Linked DNA regions of Mus musculus: all the other regions are linked to region 1. The links are chromatin contacts, called in public Hi-C and HiChIP or PLAC-seq maps. All regions are on one chromosome and are shown on one strand. Each heading gives the region's core, a stretch centred on a gene start, on an enhancer-like site or on the middle of the called end of the contact. The rest is flanking DNA. Distances are from core to core; before and after follow the strand shown.

The links. A called contact is a pair of places that touch in the nucleus more often than the background predicts. HiChIP or PLAC-seq counts read pairs in DNA pulled down with a chosen protein or histone mark.
Region 2: a contact with region 1 is called in an H3K4me3 HiChIP or PLAC-seq map of the SCID.adh cell line, with 14 read pairs. The contact joins the enhancer-like site here to the promoter of Egln3 in region 1. A contact is called at or near these places in 12 of 39 promoter capture datasets (the HPC-7 cell line, cranial neural crest, embryonic stem cells and 4 more), 8 of 484 Hi-C or Micro-C datasets (the 3T3-L1 cell line, bone marrow-derived macrophages, embryonic stem cells and 4 more), 13 of 115 datasets of contacts at active chromatin or transcription factors (DN3 thymocytes, the SCID.adh cell line, T-cell acute lymphoblastic leukemia and 8 more) and 1 of 9 other capture datasets (embryonic stem cells).
Region 3: a contact with region 1 is called in a Hi-C map of cardiomyocytes, with 1.7 times the contacts expected there. The contact joins the enhancer-like site here to the promoter of Egln3 in region 1. A contact is called at or near these places in 14 of 39 promoter capture datasets (the 3T3-L1 cell line, the HPC-7 cell line, cranial neural crest and 8 more), 27 of 484 Hi-C or Micro-C datasets (the AML12 cell line, B cells, the C2C12 cell line and 19 more), 28 of 115 datasets of contacts at active chromatin or transcription factors (the HPC-7 cell line, T-cell acute lymphoblastic leukemia, acute myeloid leukemia and 20 more) and 4 of 9 other capture datasets (adipose tissue, embryonic stem cells, macrophages and 1 more).

Annotation. Positions count from the first base shown.
Region 1 is chr12:54,202,265-54,205,299 of GRCm38.p6, reverse strand. It overlaps Egln3 (egl-9 family hypoxia-inducible factor 3), which reads left to right and starts at 1,426. Exons shown (of 5, transcript NM_028133.2): 1 at 1,426-2,095. The coding sequence starts at 1,739.
Region 2 is chr12:54,567,109-54,570,143 of GRCm38.p6, reverse strand. No RefSeq gene overlaps it. Among named protein-coding and RNA genes, the nearest start is that of Gm40425, 19 kb to the right of the region's middle. Within about 2 kb of position 1,468, at least 59 of the 459 cell types and tissues checked have an H3K27ac peak or open chromatin away from gene starts, as enhancers often do. A contact at or near this core is called in the SCID.adh cell line, T-cell acute lymphoblastic leukemia, epidermal suprabasal cells and 4 more, where this site is marked.
Region 3 is chr12:54,498,644-54,501,678 of GRCm38.p6, reverse strand. No RefSeq gene overlaps it. Among named protein-coding and RNA genes, the nearest start is that of Gm36213, 21 kb to the right of the region's middle. Within about 2 kb of position 1,543, at least 5 of the 459 cell types and tissues checked have an H3K27ac peak or open chromatin away from gene starts, as enhancers often do. A contact at or near this core is called in cardiomyocytes and heart atrium, where this site is marked.

The DNA.
Region 1 (3,035 bases), core at 177-2,676:
CTGGTGATTGCAGGGCCCAGGTTCAGATGTCAGTGTCTCAGGAGACTGTTTTCCAACCATCTATCATGTGCTGGCATCAGTGTTTCAAGGACATGGGCTCCTGTCACCCCAGTGCTGCTATGGGCTTTTGGACAACAGCTTCTTGAAGTTGAGCCTTTACCCTAAGGAAATACACCTTCTCCTGGACAGACATATGGAAGAGGCCAACTGAGCAAGGCCATTAACAGGGTCCCTGTTCTCCATGGAGCTAGTTAGGTTTCTTCAAAGCTGCTTACACCCTCTCTGGTTGACTGCCACTCCCCAAGGCCCTGTTTGCCCTCACTGACTACAATACAGCCTTCTTCCCAGTCTGTCAGCACTCTCTCCTCCTCTGCCTCTCCTTCACATGAACTGCACCCCCACTTCTCCCCTCAGAGAAGGTGAGCAGAGGGGCTATTGGGAAGAGAATAAAAGCAAAAAGGACTTTATGTCCAAAATTAGTGATGCTTGAAAAATCGGTGCAGTTTTTCATTTGACTTAACTGAAAATCTAAATGTGCAAAGATGTGAACTGACTCTCTGTCTCTCTGTCTCTCTGTGTTTGTCTCTCTTTCCCTCTGTCTTAGATGTCTCTGTTTCTCTCTCTCTCATTTGGAAGGAAAGGGCATCAGAAATCTGTATAGAGACCACCTTACAGTAGATAATTAAGCCTTTTGGGTAGGGCCTAGGGCTCTAGTGCAAGTTGCATGTAGTAGAAGCCAGAGAGACCTGGAACACAGTGTATCTTTTGGGGAGAGTGCGAGTGATTTTGAGAGAGAATTTCAGAACCTTTTAGTAAAAAGCTTGAGTATAAATGGTGCATGAACATCTCCCGCAGGACAAAATACAAAAATTTGCAGGATTTGGCAGTGCTCTCCCTTCCCGGGGCGCCTCCCTATCTCTCTGTCCTCCACTCCCTTCTCAGGGGATACACACCAGCCTGGCACACAGGGTGGGGGGAGGTCAAGGGGAATGTTTGTTAATGAATCAGTCAGTTTTGGTTAAAATTAAATTCACCTCTCTCTCTCACAGGGGTTGGAACAGCCAGACCCGAATCAAACAGAAGAGGAAAGAAGGAAAGACACTAGGTAGAGCTTAAACCTTAATGTTTAAGAAATATAGTCACCAGAGAGGTGACTAGCCCAGAAAGTGGCAATAAACTGTTCATGTGCATCTCAGACGTGAGATCCAGGTTTTCAAGTTTGTTAGGGGATTTAACGCAAATCAATATGCAAATCGAGAGCATTAAAAAAAAAAAATCCAGCCCTTTCTTGGGTCACACACAGGTTAGCTAGAGTGGAGCTCACCCAGATGCTCCGCAGCACCAGTCCAAGAGGAAGAGCCCGGAGGAGGGCAGTCCCGGGGGCGGGACCATGACGTTGGGGTCAAGGCGGTGCTTTCTCTCGTTCCTCCCCCGGCCACGGCCGCCGCGGCGGTGGCTCTGCATCTCCAAAAAGGGCCCTCCGACTTCTCACTGGGCCAGTCCGGCGCTGGGTGGCGGAGCCCTACACTGCTCCCGCCGGTCCCAGAGCCGGGATCCCTTCTCTTCAGAGTTTCGAGCAACTTTCCCCGCCTCTGGAGCTAAAGTGGCTCGGGGACTGTGACCACCGCAGGTGGGAGAGTCCCCGGCCCGGCTCTCCGCATCTTCGCTGTGCGCTCGCGCTGGGAAAGCCCTGGGTGCGTGCACCCTGGGGGTCCCCGGCCTCGGCTCTGTGGGCGAGATGCCTCTGGGACACATCATGAGGCTGGATCTGGAGAAGATCGCCCTGGAGTACATCGTGCCCTGTCTGCACGAGGTCGGCTTCTGCTACCTGGACAACTTCCTAGGCGAGGTGGTGGGCGACTGCGTGCTGGAGCGAGTCAAGCAGCTGCACTACAACGGGGCCCTGCGTGACGGCCAGCTGGCCGGGCCGTGCGCCGGCGTCTCCAAGCGGCACCTGCGAGGCGACCAGATCACGTGGATCGGGGGCAACGAGGAGGGCTGCGAGGCCATCAACTTCCTCCTGTCCCTCATCGACCGGCTGGTCCTGTACTGCGGGAGCCGGCTGGGCAAATACTATGTCAAGGAGCGGTCCAAGGTAGGATGCGTGCGGGTGCCCAGCCGCAGCTGCGCTGCAGGGGACGGGAAGCCTTCATTCGGAGTGTTGTGTCGCCTTCGCTGGGGTGCAGCGAACTTTGGTTTTTAACCAAGAAGTCAGCTTGCCTATCTGCCCTACTTGCGTCCCCTCCACCTCCTGGCCTAACCCCTTAAGCAAAAGTCCACGTTAAGGGGCTCAGGTGTCTCGTGATGATGAGCTTCTGCTGACTCTGAAAGAATTGCCCTGGTTTTGGTGATGACCGCAAGGACAACTGGCTGGTGGAGGGAAAAGATATTGGAAACACTGCGACACGCATGTCCATGATCCGAAGTGCCTCCTTTAAAGCCACCCGGTACTGCCCTTCACAGTAGCCAGAGGCACTCTTAACTCTACTAGAGGCAAGTCTAATTTTTGCCTTGTGTTAGTTGGCTTGTAGAGTTAGGTAGGGTGGGAGGGAAGAGTTCGGTATGACAAGGTTAAGTCCTCCACTTCTGCTGCAGCCTTTGAGCCCTGGGGCTCAGAATTCTCATAGACCCCTCAGCCCAAGTGCTGAGCCCCACGCCATCGCCTTTCTTTTCCTATAAACTCATGGCAAAATCCACTCAAACAACCTGATAAGGTCCATGAAGAGAGTGGTGAGGTACCTCTGGGTAGAAACCTTGTTTTTGTTGTTCTCATAGCCCGTAATGGGGGCAGTGGGTGGTGATGATTTATCTTGAAAATGTTTACAGGTAGATTGGCAGGCCGGTAGACCAATGGGAGGTGGAGGAGCTGGTGCCTGTAACATCACTTTGGGTTAGTCTTGCTCCTGGCCATTTCTTCCTATAAGGATAGTCAAACTCTCTCTCCAGGAGCAATTCAGAGAGAATTGCCCCCGTGTAGCTGCGGGACAAGGGACTCTTAGAGTCATGAAAACTTCATTTGAAGTCCAGCAAGGTAG
Region 2 (3,035 bases), core at 219-2,718, 360 kb before region 1:
GTTACTTACTGGCTTGCTTCCCCTGGCTTGCTCAGCCTGCTCTCTTATAGAACCAAGACTACCAGCCCAGAGATGGCACCACCCACAAGGGGATCTCCTCCCTTGATCACTAATTGAGAAAATGCCTTACAGCTGGATCTCATGGACGTATTTCCCCAACTGAAGCTCCTTTCTCTGTGATAACTCCAGCCTGTGTCAAGTTGACACAAAACTAGCCAGTACAGTCCATTTTCACCATGGTGAGAAGCATGGCAGCATGCAGGCAGACATGGTGCTGGAGAAGGAGCCGAGAGTTCTACATCAGGATCCACAGATAACAGGAAGAGAGAGTGACACGGCCTGGTTTGAGCATCTGAAATCTCAAAGCCCACCCCAGTGACACACTTCCTTTAGGCCATACCTACTCCAACAAGGCACACCCTCTAGTTAGTGCTCTTCTCTAGGAGCCTATGGGATCCATTTTCATTCAAACCACTACAGGCTTGAAACCTAGGACAAATGGCCAACTGAGGTATCTATTGAACACATCAAAGGACAATCAGGTTCTCCCAGCGTTCTTCAGTCCCTACCTGTTATAGGGTATGGATGTCATAGCCTGTCCCCTACCCTAAACTTCTGTAGCCCAGGGGCTGGGCTGCTCTTCCCTATATAATTCAGCCATTTTGGTTACTTGACCTTTACCCTCCAGGTCTCTTGATTTGGCTCTCTTCTCTCCTCCCCCTTCTCCTCACATGACTTGGCTCAGGGTCCTGTTCATTCTGGATGTTCACAGATATGTCTGCCTCTAGTTTTGTTGTGTCTCCTATCTATAATAAACCTTCCCATCTAATATGCCTAGGAACAGTCATGCCCTTTTTCATTTCTTGTTTTTTATTCAGGCAGTGTCTTTACCGTACCCCTCCTCCCATACACACAGGAGTGGAGTTAGGAAGAACCCATATGGCAGCTCAGCTTTGGACTCATTGGCAGCCTGTGATGGGCTGAACTTGGCTGCTCGAGGTTGGATTGAGGCATGGTGGTTTGTTACTTTTAAGATCTAGTTTTCAGTTTTCTGAGCTGATTTTAAACTTGCAAACCAAAACCAAAACCAAAACCAAACCAAACCAAAACAAACCCAAACAGCAGCAGCAGCAGCAGCAACAACAACAACAACAACAACAGAACCAAACAAAAATCTTAAACTCAAAGTACCGAGGCAATCTTAGGCCAACACTCTTGTACTTAGGGAACATTCCTGACAAATCCTTTTGTCTGGAAGCAAAGCTTCAAAGGGTTTGTGGCTTTTCAGCTCCTGAAAGACTGGTTGAGGCAAGCTGGAGTTTCCCTCTCTTATCTGTGTGATAAACTATCTTATCTCCACTTCCCCCTCCCTCCCTGCCTTGATCTGTGGTTTGTTGCTAAGCCACTGTTTGGGGCAGGTGAGGCTAAGAAACTCACATGGCCCCGATTGTACCCAGTTCCTAACAAAGACAGGTTTGAGCTGGTTCCAGGGAACAGCTTCTAGCTCTGGCGCATCCAGTGACTTTCTGCTGCTCTCTGGACAAAAGTTTTCACGTGGTCTCTGTTGGGGTTCAGGAATTGCCACATAAACTACTCAGACTCCAGTTTCAGTTAAACAAGGCTGGTTTATTGAATGCACTCCCCAAGACTGATCGATCAGGGTCATAGCTTAGCCTTGGGAGCTAAGATTGGACCATGAATATTTCCCAGGGCCAGCTTATATGGAAAAACCATAATGAACTCTCAACCCGTACAGGGATGGCTGCTGGGTGGTTGGCCTTTTTCCAAGAGTTTGTTTGTTTGTTTTTTAATAGTTAGGACATAACAGTTCAAACTGACCTCTCTTTTGATTGGTCCTGAGTGAGGTTATGGTTGTGGAACATAGGGTATGCGGTCAGCTTGACCCTGCTCTGAATCAAGCTATTTTTCTATGTCAGTATTACAGCAACAATATGAAATACCTGGCAGGCAGATTACAACAGCAGTATGGACTGACTGGCAGGCCTGGAACAAAATGGCTACAGCTATGTTGGGGAAGCAGGCTTCAACAGTCCCCAGCTGACTAAGGAGACAGGACTGGGTGTAACAAACGGCACGGGTGTGAAGGAACATTCTGTTGCTTGGATTCCCATGTGGAGAAATCACAAGGCTCACAGAAGTGTCATGGAGAAGTCAGTGTGCTCCAAGCTCTGCATTGGAATTTCAGCTCTCATAGTTGTGCCCCACACACTCTTTCAAGGTTTCCCTTCTAGTTAGCCATTGAATCCTACCATCCCATAATTTTAATTATTTATTTATTTATTTATTTATTTATATTTTATTTTATTATTTTTTTGCTGAAGCCAGATGTCCTGTTCCTCAGATCTGCCAGTTTGGATTTTCCATGTAAAGACTTATTAAGATTAGCATAGCTTGTCCTTCCTGCTCTCAGATTCTGTAGAAAGGAGCGTAGCGGGCTGGCTCAGAGTGTGGAGTCTAGGTTCAAGACTCTTCTGACACTGACAAGACCAGGGCATGTGGTGGAGCCTTGTAAGGGTGAAATGTGGTGACTCTGTGTGCATACTCTGTGTGCTTCCTGTGGCATAAATATAATGAATGCTAACTGTCTTAGTTTTTAAACACTCTCTAGTCACTCACTAAACATTTTGTTCTAGATTCTCACCAGCATTGGGTTCTGTGCCCTGGAGCTGACTACATTTTCCCTGATTTCACGTTCTATGAGAATCTGCAGACAGAACCACAGGAGTCACAGGGTGGGAGGGGAAAAAGCAGTCTGAAAGGCTATGCTTTGGGCTGATCAAGGGTGTCTGTCCTACATAAAGCAAAGTCTTCTCTGCTTCCAGTAAAGTCTAAATGCTTTGCCAACCACAGGAAACGATAACAGCAGCGGCGGCGGCGGCGGCGGCGTCGGCGTCGGCGGCAGCGGCAGCGGCAGCAGCAGCAGCAGCAACAACAGCATAAAAGTTTGCATCCTGAGATAGATCAGAAGTGTCTAGGAATGTTTCCTATAAACTTGGGCTTCCCGCTCTGAGCCA
Region 3 (3,035 bases), core at 294-2,793, 300 kb before region 1:
GAGGGGGGGGGGGAACAAAAAAAAAAAAAAAGAATAGCTGTTTCTCTTGCAGAGGACCCAGATTCGATTCCCAGTAGCCATGTGGCAGCCAACTGTACCTCTAGTCCCAGGATATCAGACTCCAGCTTCTGACCTCTGGAGTCACCACACATGCACATAGTACTCATATGGACATGCAAACAAAACACACATAAACATAGAATAATAAGATAAACCTAAGCATTTAAATTCTAGCCAACAGAAAAATCTGCGTGCTTGTTATGTCACTAACTTAGTCGCTACTATTACTCAAAGACAAAGACAATAGAGGCTTGTTGTCACAATTTCTATTTTAGACATCCCCATGCTTTACCCTCACAATTCTCACAGTGAATTTGGGAGCTCTTGGAGGTTTATGGCCTGATGTCTTACTTGTTTGATTTTTTTCCTCAGTGCTAGGGACTGGACCCAGGGCCTGTACACAGTGTACTAGTATACTACCACCAAGCTACATCTTAACCCTCTTGCCTTGATAATAATACTATTCTGTATTGAAATACTTAACATTACTCTTTCCCTGCCCCAGTAAACCTTTACGCCCCAAATATAAACAGCACCACAGGCTCTTCCCCTTCCCCTCCCTCTTTTCCTCCCTTTTCTTTTCTCCCTCCTCTCTTCTCCCCTTCTCCCCCTATCACTTTCCCCCTCTCCCTCCCCTCTCTTCCCCTTCTCCCAGTCTCTCTCTTTCCCCCCCTCCCCATCTTCTCTCTTTCCCTCCCTCCACTCCCACCCCTCTCTTTCTGCTTCCTGACTGCTGTTTGAGGTCTGCTCTGTTCTCTCACACACTCATTGCCAGGATGGGATGAAACCTCTGATACTGAGATCCCAAACTCCTCCTCCTTGAAGGTGTCACAGTGATTAGAAGCCTTATTAATGCAGGAAGACATGGGGGTCTGTTGTCTTGAGAGCTACAAAGTTGCATTATCTTGCCTTTAGTGTGCTGCAGTGGCTACTGAGTGTCACATAAAACTTTAGCCACCTGTGTAGGACAATGATGCAAGAAAACAATTTGAAGGTATCCTGCCCAGAGTGGTCCCAACTATATCAGATAATCATTGTTTTGGTGGAAACTTAATATAAGTTCTGTCCTGCATTTGAATTGTAAAAAGAAGGTTTTTTTTGTTTTGGTTTTGTTTGTTTGTTTGTTTGTTTGTTTGTTTTACTGTGAACAGGGGACTAGAGACCAGACATACCCCATCCCCTCAAGACACACACACACACACACACACACACACACACACACACACACACACACACACACACACACACACCTGGGCAGCCATGCCTATGACAGAAGAGCCTTATCAGGCTCACTAAAAGGCATTTATGTTAGCGATTTCTTTTCCATGCCTATATACTCATTTATGGAAAGGGTCTGTTGTGAACATCTCCAGTGTTTCATTTTTAAATCAACGACCATGTGACAATTATAGACCTTGTACTCATATTTAATAGCTGCAGGGCTCAGATAACTTTCTTTAACAACAGTTTAAATTTAGCCTTCTTGTTCCTGTGACCTGATTTGCTCCTACTTTCCTCCTTGGCCAGTTCTGTTTTAGATTCTATCCAGAGAACTGCATTTGACGGATGTGTTTGTTCACACAAGTTTTCACAGTATCTAGTTTATTAGAGTTGATCACCACAGACTCCCCTCTAATACTGTCACTGTCTGAGCATCTGGTCCAGCAAATTACAGATGTGTTTGTTGTTTATAATAGTGTGTTGGATCAAACCTAGTAGATACTATTCATCTTGGAGAATTCTTAGCTTTTTTTTATTTTATGAAAAACAGATTTTTTTATACAATATATTCTGATTTTGGATTCTCCTCCCTCTATTTCCCTCCCCCGTCTTTCCTTTCTATTCAGACTCACACCCTTTCTGTCTCTTGTTAGGAAACAAATGGGCATCTAAGGAATGAAATAAAATAAAAATACCAAACAAAATCAAACAAGTCAGAATTGGACAAACCAACCAACAAACCAACCACAAAAATAACAACAAAAACCAAAGAAAAAGCACAAGAAATACATATAGACACAGAGACATTCTGGTGATTCCCATAAAAAGATAAAACCAGAAGCCATAATATATGCACAAAAGACCTACAAGATTAATATATATCTCAGGCCATGACTTAACATTGAGAGAGAAGTAGCTTCCAAAGATGCCATTGAGTTCATTTAGGGATGAAGGTGTGTATCCAGTTCCTTGGAGCATTCTTGCAGTAACAATAACGGTTCATTATCAAGTTGACCTCAGCCCTGCTCTGTGGATCCTGATGGCAAAAGGAGGCATTTGAGTTATTGCCCCCTGGGCAAGGGTGAAAAGTCACAGTGAGACTCATACCGAATTCTTTACCTTTATGTTTTTCTTCGATTGACTTCATGAACCAGCCATTAATCTCTAGTGAGAAATTTTCTCATAAAAATTGTGCAAAGTAATTCCAGCACATGACAGTCTTCTAAGGCTGTCCTTCTCTCCATCACCTAAATAATGTTTGACAAATAGAAGAGAACAAACCCAGCCCTTAACAACACACAAATCTATCATCTACCAGGAGTTGAATTGGTCATAGAGTTGTGGCAAGATTAGGTGTTTGCTCATAGGACATACGGTAGGGGAGACAGATATGTTTTAACTTTCACGGTCATAGCCAACTCCATGCAAGGAATCACTAAAAGCTTCCCAATGATGTGGTGTGCTTTGAGATTTTTCTCCCAGGAGGCACAGGAGACAGTGTGTAGAGATGTGGTTGGAGACACACTGAGTAATATTTCTCCCTCTCTAGGAAGTCACAATGACAAACCAAAGCTTGATTCCTTCAGAGTTCACCATGGGGAACCTATGAGCATATTAGGCTTTCTTACAGGGCAGAGAGTGAGGGGCTCTGGCAGGAGTGTGGGTACCCTAAAACGACTGCTTTGGTAAATCTTTGCCAGCATGGATGGTTGCTTTCCCATGGCTGTGTATCTGGAGCCCGTCTTCCATATTCT